2 separate regions of the Rattus norvegicus genome follow, and region 1 is linked to region 2. Evidence: chromatin contacts called from public Hi-C data. All regions are on one chromosome and are shown on one strand. Each heading gives the region's core, a stretch centred on a gene start, on an enhancer-like site or on the middle of the called end of the contact. The rest is flanking DNA. Distances are from core to core; before and after follow the strand shown.

Region 1 (5,681 bases), core at 1,184-3,683, 400 kb before region 2:
AGAAAACAAAACAAAAACAAAAACAAACAAACAAAAACTTGACACTCAGGATGATCAAAAGCCTTGACCAAAGTCCTTTGCCAAGTAAATAAATGGTAAATCCTAGCCCTTAGTGCCCCTCCCCCCTTACCTCTCCTCTCTCTCCGTAGCCCTGGCTCTGCTTTTCTATATGGTGAGGGCTCATAGTTGTGTGCTTTCACTCCACAGCTCTCTTCAGAAGTGAAGAATCACATCTAATGGTACATCAACCTTTCTTTCTACAAGGACTACACCCAAACTTAGCACCATTTAACTAATTCAGACTCTGTGCTCCAATTCGCCTAAGCATGTCCAACTGGCTTGGGAACATTGCAATTCATCTTTGATCCCAGCACTCTGGAGGAGAGGTGAGCAGATCCCTGTAAATTCAAGGTCAAGCCTGGTCTATACAGAGATTTCCAGGTCACAGTGATATTGTAAGATGCTGAATTAAAAACAAAAGAGGGAGAATTAATAGAGGAAGACACCCAATGTCTGTCTCTGGCTTCTGCATACACATATACCTGTGTCTGCACACAGATGCACACGTATATACGCACATACATATAAAGAAGAAAGAGAAAAAGAAGAAAGGGAGAAAGAAAGAAAATCAGTCTAGCTGAATTGACCTGCAACCAGATCTTGTTCCCAAACAGTGTGCCATGTGCTAATCAGAGATGAGCAGAGGATGTTGGGAGAGAAGAGGCCCAGCTCTACCAGGAGGACCAGTTAAAAACAGAAGTGGTTACATAAAAGGGTTGACAGTAACAATCCCAACACTATTCTTCTTTAGAGCTAGGACATCAGCAGTCAGTTGAGAGCCGTGTTCCCTCTTCAGGTGGAAGGTGTTCTTGACTTTGGCTGTAAACATCTGCCATTCCTATTTAGACATCTCGGCAAGAGCTGCACAATCATCCCGTTTGGGCTTCCAGCTCAGTTACTCTGTTGCAAGCTTTGACTCTGCAACTCCCGGGTAATAAAACACAAGAGCATAGCTTGAAAATAGAGTGTGCATCTGCTGTGGATTCTTATTTTGGTTTAATGAGGACTTGCTGTTTCCTGAATCCCTATAATCATTTGATGAATCGTGCTGGTGACTTGCTATGCAGGCTTTGAACATGTGGTACCCATTAGGGGTACAGCGGCGGGGGTGGGGTGGGGTGGGGGGGAACTCACCCTCTTCCCCATGAAAGCGATCTTCTAGTGAAATGTCTTAAGGACAAATGTGTGTATCAATTGCTGGTTGTTTAGAGAAACAACGTAGCAATGGACATTTGCTTCGTTGAAGGAAGAGCGGATTGGCTCCACCTCATACTGAATACTCTCAGTTCTGTGTCCTAATGCCTGCCTGTGTTAGCATAGTAGGGGATAAAACACCTCAACGCTCACAGCATTTCTCAAAAGAGAGCCATATCCACACACAGGAAAGGCAAGCTGTGACCAGGGCTGTCCTGGGCATAATTATCCCTTTCATTTGTTTATGCTGGCTCAATTTGCAAAGAACTTCCATAGGCATTGCCTTGATTGGTCCTCACAATGGTCCTGAGTGATAGATGCTAATGTCTTCATTTTGAAGTTACAGATGATATAGGATCAGAAGATTAAATATCTTGTTCAACTTCCCACAAGCTAGAGATTAATACGGAATTCTAAATCCTAGCCCCACAGCTAAAGGTCACAGGAAACTGAGAACTTATACAGATACCATGAACTTTAAGTTTTGAGGACAACATGTGTCTTCAACTGTGGCTCCACCTTCCAGATCGGTAGAGTCAAAAGAAGGAAAGGAGTCCCCGAGAAAGAGGAAATACCTAAACAAAGAAATCTGAGGTGTCTGAGGTGGAGAGAGACAGGTAAGAAGCGTGATGTGTTTATGTCATCAAAACCAATGCATTAAATAAAAACTGTGGCTTTAAACTTTAAGCCGTTTGTATGTTTCAAAAGTATTCTTATTCTCACAGACTACTGATCCTGGAGAAAACGTACATGCAAAAGAAGTGAGACAAAAAGGAGTGTCTTAAATAGTAGCCCTATTATGAGGTCCATGTGAGTTTGAGAGGAGTGGGGTTTTATTTTGGTTTATTTATATTTCTATTGCTCTATCGATTGGCCTCAGGTAAGTCAGCTCTAGATTGTGGGGATCAAACTGCTCTAAAGAAATCAATGTGTTCAGAGGTATTCGACACGGAGCTAGTGCCTGACAGTGTATTGAAAAGCTCAGAGTCCGCAGGAATGCCTTGCTTTTACCTGGTGAGTGTTCTCCGGTGGGCATGTGGTGTGTGAGGCTGACGAGAGATGCTTATGGGCTTGGAAAGGATTGAGAGGTTTAAGGAAAATGAAGTGAGTTCTCTGTGTGAGGTGCTGGGCTGTGCTGACTCATCCTAATTCTGAAGTAAACCAACCCCTCCCCATGGAAGAAGGAAGGCAGACTGTGGAGGCAGATGCTGCTCTTAGCGCCAAGGCAGACAGAAGTGCAACAATTGGATGTTGACTGACTCTAATGTGTTCCTGGCAAGAGACAGACAGACACACACACAAAAACCATGATGTCACTCAACCCTGGCATCGGGCTTTGGACAGAGCAAATGTATCACAAACGTGTTTACAGGCAGTCAGAGCTCTTCAAGGAGTTAAGTAGCCAGCTTGAAGACTGCTACCTGTGACAGAGCCAGAGGCCTATCTGATCTCTAAATCTATGGCAACTTTATATTATAGGAGTAAACATTTTAATATACAGGCTCATAACTGGTCAGAGTACTACAAATAATTGACAGTGGCATACTCAGCCCTAAATGGGCTATTAATTGCCTATCAGAGCCAGAGAATGGAAAGGGTGTACCACAGTAGGTGGCGTCTGAACTTGGCATGGCCTTTGCGTTCATGAACTCAGGCAGATGTGTTTTCCTCCATAAGATCTGAATAAGACTGGCCTGGCCAACCATCCTTCATGGCTAAGGGAGGAGCTCATGAGGTTCTTCCTTCCCTGGAGACTATTGTCAGTCAATGAATGAAGCAAATGTCATTTTCTTCAGTAGCCACAGATAAGTTGCTCACGCTCCAGGAAATAACCTTGAGCCTGTGTTCATGCAATCCTAATTAAACTCAGTGGCTCTCTCTCTCTCTCAATGGCAAGGATTTAGGAGGCTCGCTTCTTGGGAATGAAAGAAATGTTTCAGCAGCCAGAGTGTGAATATTAGTTACTTTCCTATTGCTGTGATAAGACAGCGTCACCAAGGCCACTCAGAGAGGAAAGGGTTTAATTGGGGCAGATAGTTCCAGACAGTTCAGAGCCTATCGCCGTCATAGCAGGCAACATAGCAGCAGGCAAGCAGGTATGTCCCTGGAGCAGAAGCCGAGAGCTCACATCCAGATCCATAAACAGACAGCAAAGAAAGCTGATTGACTGGAGTCTTTGGAAACTGCAAAGTTCTTCCCTAGTGACATTCCCCTTCCAGCAACACTGCCTCTCCTGATCTTCCCCAAACAGCCACTAGCTGGGGATGGAGAATTTAAATCCCTTGCAACCTTTTGTTCAAATAAACACAGGAAGAGAGTGAGAGAAAGAAATGGGGGTGGAAACAACCAAAATTCATTGTCTATGTGCATGACATTGTAAAGGAATAAAAATTAAATAATCAAAGAGATGGTCATTTTGTCAGTTTCTTAGATATTAACCAGTGCAGTAGAGATGCTAAACACAAACCTGAAAAGTTTGCAAAGATCATAAAGTGTTTCATGTACTAGTGTGAGCATGTGTGCCCGTGTGGGGGAAGTGTGCATGGTGCGTGTGTGTGTGTGTGTGTGTGTGTGTGTGTGTGTGGTGTGTGTATGTGGTGTGTGTGTGTGTGTGTGCATATGTGTGGTGTGTGTGTATGTGTGGTGTGTGGTGTGTGTATGTGGTGTGTGTGTGTGTGTGCATATGTGTGGTGTGTGTGTATGTGGGGTGTGTGGTGTGTGTATGTGGTGTGTGTGTGCATATGTGTGGTGTGTGGTGTGTGTGTGTGTGTGGTGTGTGGTGTGTGTATGTGCTGTGTGTGTGTGCATATGTGTGGTGTGTGTTATGTGGCATGTGTGTGTGTATGTGGTGTGTGTGTGTGTATGTGCATATGTGTGGTGTGTGTGTATGTGGTGTATGTGTGTATATGTGGTGTGTGTGTGCATATGTGTGGTGTGTGTGTATGTGGGGTGTGTGGTGTGTGTGTGTGTGTATGTGGGGTGTGTGTGTGTGTGTGTGTGTGTATGTGTAAACATAGGTCCTCCTGAGGTACAATTCTACTTAATTGCCTTGTAGGTGGCTGATTGAGCAGCACAGTTGGTAGAATGACTAGTCTCTCTCTCTCTCTCTCTCTCTCTCTCTCTCTCTCTCTCTCTCTCTCTCTCTCTCCCCCCTGAATTATCCATTTTTATCTAAAAGTGAACTGACCAGATACATGTGAGCCTTATTCTGAATCAATTTATTGATCTGGCTGTTTATCAACGGTCTGCATCTTGATATTACTGGAGATTTACAGTAAGTCAGAGAGCTTAATTCTTCCAACATCTTACATCTTCCGCATGGTCTCATTGATGGTTTTAGTTCTTTTGAACTTTGACATAAAGTTCTAAATCAGCATAGCAATTCCTGTAAAAACACCTTCGGGGCCTTGGGTAGTACTCTCCGGAACCCATTCATCATTTGGGGGAGCATTGACATTTTAAAACCTTTTGTTTGGAAATAACTATAGATTTAGAGGAAGATGCAAAAGTGATACAGAGACACGTATCCCTCAACTTATTTATCCCAACATTTTTATAATACAGTAAACATTAAAGCCAATAATTTGCCATGTATTGTGTGTGTGTGTGTCTTTCTTTTTTCCTTTTTTTGTTTGGTTTTTATTTTTTGTTTGTTTGTTTGGTTGGTTTGGTTTTTTTGGGTTCTTTTTGGTTTTTGGTTTCTTTTTTTGTTTATTTGGTTTTTTTTTTGTTTGTTTGTTTTTTTTTTTTGTTTTTTGAGACAGGGTGTCCCTGTTTTAGCTCTGGCCCTCCTGGAATTCACTCTGTAGACTAGGCTGGTCTTGAACTCACAGAGTTCCACCTGCCTTTGCCTTCCAAGTGCTGGGATTAAAGGCATGCGCCAACACCGCCTGGCTGTGATATGTGTTCTATATCTTTGCAACACATGGAGATTTGTCTACCCACCCCCACAAACATAACACAAAGTGACCATCATACCAAAGAGACCGCTAACGCAACTGCTTTTCTACACATCCTGTCCACCATCTCAGTCATCCCTCACTCTGAAAACTGTTCATTCATTCACCATCTCTATCTATATGTCGCCATAGAAACACAATCTAAAGCAACAGTCAGTTGCTACCTCATATCAATAAAGTGTTTAGGATTAAAAATAACAACAACTGGCCACACTGAACGATGACAAGAAGGAGAAATGCAACAGGGATTAGTGGTCATTGCTTGTGGAAGTGTAAGTGGTGCAGTCACTTTAAACATCTGTATAACAGTCACACTCTGTAGCCTTCACGTTATGGCAAAGAGTAAGGGAATGTCTTCCTGAGACCTGGATGCTTCCTTGCTTCCTTCCTTCCTTCCTTCCTTCCTTCCTTCCTTCCTTCCTTCCTTCCTTTCTTTCTTTCTTTCTTTCTTTGTTTCTTTCTTTCTTT
Region 2 (5,451 bases), core at 2,147-4,646:
AAATTTGTTTTGGTTTTGGTAGTTGTGGGATTATTCCAGGCTCACTCACTAGCTAAGCCCCAGACTGTTTCTTTAAGAGGGTACATCAGAAGCAGCGTGGTTGTGGGACACGGTGCTCCTGCCTCACAGCCATCGCTCATTGGTCAGAGCAGCTGGGACGACTCAAGCATCCTGAGGAGGCCTGTTGATGCTCCTTCACAGGAGAGGGTCAGCAGATCTTCCTGAGACTCCAGTACTTCCTGAGCATCCCCTCTCCAGGTGAACATACTGATGCCCCGTGAGCATCAGACCCTGGGGACTGCGAGCTGCAGAGCACACATAGCAGCAGGTGAACCGAAGGAGCTCTGTGTATGCACCCGGGGGAAGCTCGGGCAACCAGAGATATTCTGTCTAATAACTGGGGAGCAATTTTCTTTTCACACTGTATAATTCCCTTGGTTATACAATGATTTGTTTTATACTTTGAACTTACAAAATAGGCAAGGCATTTTATATTGAAGAAATCACTAATAACACATCAATATGAAACTCCTATTAACAAATTGTAGCTGTGAGAAATTAACTAGTGTGTTTTGGCTTCTCACAAAACTCAAAGGTGTTATGAAAATGTCAGAGCATTCCCATTCACATGGTTAACGTAATTTTGTTTTGTGGATTTTAAATTTTAATTTGCTCTTTAGAGACAGGACCTCATATAGCGTAAGTCATATGGCCAAGAGTGGGACTGCTGATTGTCTCTGCCTCTTCCTTTCAAGTGCTGGAGTCACAAAAACATGCCACCAGGCCCAGCATAAATTTTAAAGTCATATTACACACTACACTCAGTGTATTTGTCTAAAACAGATGGCCTAATGCCAGATACATACTCTAAAACTAAAGAATAATTACAGCTGGGTTTGCAGGACCATAGGAAGCTAAGAACTCTATTAAGGCTTGTGACAAAATGACATATTTTATTTAAGGATTTCTGGTATCAAAAATAAAGCACACAAAACTCTTTTCAAATCAATTACTGGATTTTTCGATTTAATGGCTCACAAGTGAAATAAAATCTTAAGGAGTTACTGCATTACAAATTATCTATTTTTTAAAATTTTGAATTAAATATTATATCATTCTTCCTCCTCCAACATCTCCCAATAGCTCCCAATTTTTATGCTTTTTCCTTTAGTTACTATTGTTACATATATATATATATATATATATATATATGCATAAATACAAGCTGCTCGGAGTTGTTAGTCTGTATATGATTTTAGGGTTCACCACTTGGCATTGGATAACCAATTAGTGGGCTCATTCCTGTGGAAGATTAATTAATTCTCTCTCTTAAGTTAGCCATTATAAATTACAACATTTCTCAAGACCAGCTGTGTTAATATACTTTTCTGATGTAACAAAACCCCTAATTAAAATTCCTTATGCTTTTCCAGGACCTGATATTCTGGTGAAGCTTCAAGAGGCCGGAGCAGAATTAAAAATAAGGAGTAAGTTTAGCAACATACTGACAGCATCATTCTTCAGGACCAAAACCTCATAAATGCAATCAAGGGAGGGTGAAATCGGGAGAGGGAGGTTGTTATTGCTTTGGGATGAGGGTACCAACTACCAAACCTTTCATAAATCAGCGGGGTCCACTGCTTACACTTGGCTGCTTTTATTAGGGTACTTAGTGCTCTAAAAACTACTACTATTTTAGCATACCTCTTCAAATCTTATTTAATTCTCCAGGTAATTAGAATCAAATATTACATTAAGTGTGGGGTGGAGGTATCATGAGATCCGCTAACACTACGGCAGTCGGTTTTATATGTATACAGCTAATAATCCTCAAAGCATACCTACAGTTTCGGTTTCTCCCTACATTCCAAACCCATATGAAAGCAGGCTCAGTGCTTACAGGGTCAAACAGCTGCTGGAAGCTAGACTTGGACTTGCGAACAAAGTTGAAAAATCACTATTCTGTCCAGATACCAAAAGCACTGAATCAAAGAGGAAAAGACAGAGTGAAGAGTTCTGAGGAGCCAGCAGAGGAACGATGGAGAGGAGGTGAGAACAGTGGTCTGCCTACACGGTACTCTGCAGAAAATGGCCTCCAAACCAACTTTTGTTTCTTCTAAGAACTCAATGTCTACTTCACCTCTTTCCATTTAAATACGGATCATATCTAACTGGATACTCAACTCGTGCATCATTATCTATTCCAAATATGGATCAACTTCTTTCCTCATACGAAATTCTATGGCAAATCCTGTGAACGCTACAAAGCGATTCCTATAGTTAAGCCATGTGTACCATGCTACCCACATGCATAAGCAAAGCCTTACGGCCCACACTGTGAGGGAGCCAGGGTGTAAAGGAGCAACCCTGTCAGTCAGGCACTGGCTGGAGACTTCGTTTGATCTACACAGCAGGATAATTTTTCCTTCACAGGTGATTCCACAGCCCAGAAACAACAGTGAGGCTGGGCAGTTGGATTCAGACGGGCTCCTAACCACAGTCCTTAAGAATGGTGAAATGTTCAGAGCACATAAGGAGCTTGCCAGCAAGGTTCGATGAACTGAGTTTCAACTCCGGGACCCGGACATAGAGAGCAATGACTCTAGAGAGTGGCTCTCTGACCTACACACACATGCACACATACACACACACACACACGCACACACACAAACACACAAACACACATAAATAAAATAACAAATATACAAAAAAGAAGGGAGGGAGGGAGGGAGGGAGGACAGGAATAGTGAAGAGAGACCTCTAAGAAAAGTCAGACTCGTTCACGCATACACACTGCACTTACACCTTCAGTTCTGAGCACCATATCCTGTCACCTTAATCCTCCACTAGAGCAAAACCAGTAACACAGCAACCAAAATCAGGCCATGTTCTCAGACACGAGTCTAACACAACTCTGAGTACACATATTGTATTACATGTTAGCATTTTACTGCTGTATTTCAATAAAATATTTTACAAGAGGTAGCAAGACATACTTGCTCGTACACAATGCTTCTTGTTTATCTAACAGCCAATGGAGGGATATGCTGCATTGTGGAGCAATGTCATGACCTAACTAACAACTGGACTCTCAGAATCTGCATATTAAGACTCAGCACTTGCTCCTTATCTGACTTAATAAATATCGGTTTCTGTGTGGCTACATTAAACCCTGAGGCAATAAAGGTTATAGTTCAACAGGTTATTAAACTAGTCTGAGCCTCTCGGTCTGCCTGTGACCGCCCTGAATGGGGTTGCACCTGAAGTCGTGGCACCTGAGTCCTGCCCACCCCAGCCAGCTGCTTCCAGTAAAGGAGAGTAAAGTGGTTGCCGAAGAACAAACTTTATTTTGCCCTGAACATTCCGAGAATACAGTGAGTCATTAAAAATGTATTACCAGCACGGAAGCAGCTAAGCCAGCAGTTCCTACCTTAGATACAGCGCGCTAAGCCCAGGGAATGGAAACACAGGGACCAAGTCAGGGTTTAAGCAGTGGGTCGTTTGTTTCACACTTGTCTTTTACAAGATGCTCTCCTAAAACCCAAACACTGGGGAAGCTAGTGCAAGACCAGTTTATGATTTAAACAAAAGCAAAACAGCAGTAGCCTAAAGGCAGAGGCAGGAAGATCACAAGTTCAAAGCCAGCCTGGGCTATCTACTAAGACAACTGTCTCACAGAAAACCAAACCAAAAGCTCAGTATACAAACTTGTGTGTTCCCCCAACTGTGATACTAAGGGATGCTCGCACTTCTTAAAGAGCAGAGGGGAGAAAAGCAGAAGAACACAGACACGGGGAGCAACCATCTAGAAAGGGGTTTTGTTTTTAAAACTTTTTCTTCTTGAGCCCCATCTTTTAAAAAAATCTCTTGACTTCTGAGATCACTGCCGTGTGAAAAGGCAATGTTACAGACTTGTATTAAGGGAAAGCTCTTGACAATCAAGTGCAAACTCGCCTCAGATATCTTAAAGCAAACAAGGTTGCTGGATTGCTGGGAAGTCTTCTCACACCAACTCCAGCCTGTCGGGAGTCGGGATATCTGAACTTGTGATTGGGTTTTCAGAGGCCCAGATATCAAAGGGATATTAACAATGAGGGAACAGAAATGTCGACAAGTGACTTGGCAAGAGCTCTGTGACTTGTTACCCAGCTCTGCTTTACAAGGACCCTTGTTTCCTTGTGGGACAGACGGATTTCTCACAGCACTGCACTGGCTTGTGCTCTGGTATGCTTGTGCAATTAAAATTCTCTTTATAACCAGATTATAGAAGATAGTGACTATCATTTCTTTTGAAAGTCCTTACTGGCCTGTGTAGTTCTGAGGCCTTTGAAATCTCAAATACTGAAATAAAGAAGGAAATACATGTATGATAGATAGATCTTGGTAAAATGGCAAAAATCAAATATTCAATATTTTAAAAGGTTCAAAAAATTTGTTATGTTTTTCTAGAAAGAATCTAAAGACCAGCTGTTCCCAGGCCAGCACCTTATAGAACATAGCTGACATGGTGTTAGGTAAAGCCAGAGCAAGGGCTACCCTTAGGTAATGCTTGACATCAACTATGCACAAAAGTAAGAGAAGAAATGGATCTGAGACGAAACAAAAATGCTGGATCTAAAAATCCGTAGCATTCTAAAGTATATACTATTTATGCTTAATATTCAATTACAGAACTGACTACAGTTCAACCATAAACCATGTGATAGCAGAGAAAATACCAATATAAATGCTACCTAAGCTTTACATTGCCAAGGTCATAAGCACACTGGAGGGTGTGGAGTTATGCCTGTCTTTAACCACCACACCACTGGGCCTGGAAATGTATGCTCGGGACATTTTCCACTTGTCCGTGCAGATCCTCAGTCAGAGGCTGCAGTCAGGCCTGGCCTGTGCAGGGAGTGGCCTTTGTGACTTCACCACAGGACTCCCTTACCTTGCATCTTTCACATGGATTTGCTGGGAGGAGACAATGGCTGCATCCAGAGCGCTAGGGTGAGATGCTTACTTGCCCAGCTCCCAGTCAGATCCCATTTAGTTGCTGAGATCCACTGGAGCGCAGAGCTCCCGTCTGACAGCCCCTCTGCTCCAGCCGATCTCTGACAGCTCTCAAACGTTTGACCCTGAGAAGCCCCACTAGCTCTCTGCTCTGGCCAGTCCCTACTCCTGCTACCTGCAGCTCTGTCAGCTTCTCTAACTCTGCCCATACCTTTGCAATTCAGCCCTTATTCTGCTTCTTCCCCACAGATATCTGTACCTGTGTCCAACTAGGATCAAGGAGTGAGTGGTAGGTACTCCAGAAGCCCTCGTGCTTCACATTTGCAGTTCTAGAACATTTCCCCGGCACAGCGCACAGCGATGGGACTGTGGTGACTTGTGATTTTGACATCATGCTCTAGAAAGCTTTGCTTGACACCGTACTGCAGGGGTGTAGACCTATGCTTCATTGTAAGA

The links. A called contact is a pair of places that touch in the nucleus more often than the background predicts.
Region 1: a contact with region 2 is called in a Hi-C map of the A7r5 cell line, with 4 times the contacts expected there. The contact joins two enhancer-like sites. A contact is called at or near these places in 3 of 12 Hi-C or Micro-C datasets (the A7r5 cell line, the Rat2 cell line and Schwann cells).

The regions. Positions count from the first base shown.
Region 1 is chr13:79,604,828-79,610,508 of GRCr8, reverse strand. No RefSeq gene overlaps it. Among named protein-coding and RNA genes, the nearest start is that of Dpt, 49 kb to the left of the region's middle. Within about 2 kb of position 2,433, at least 10 of the 93 cell types and tissues checked have an H3K27ac peak or open chromatin away from gene starts, as enhancers often do. A contact at or near this core is called in the A7r5 cell line, where this site is marked.
Region 2 is chr13:79,202,541-79,207,991 of GRCr8, reverse strand. The region is part of intron 3 of Nme7 (NME/NM23 family member 7); the gene reads right to left. Among named protein-coding and RNA genes, the nearest start is that of Nme7, 15 kb to the right of the region's middle. Within about 2 kb of position 3,396, at least 4 of the 93 cell types and tissues checked have an H3K27ac peak or open chromatin away from gene starts, as enhancers often do. A contact at or near this core is called in the A7r5 cell line, where this site is marked.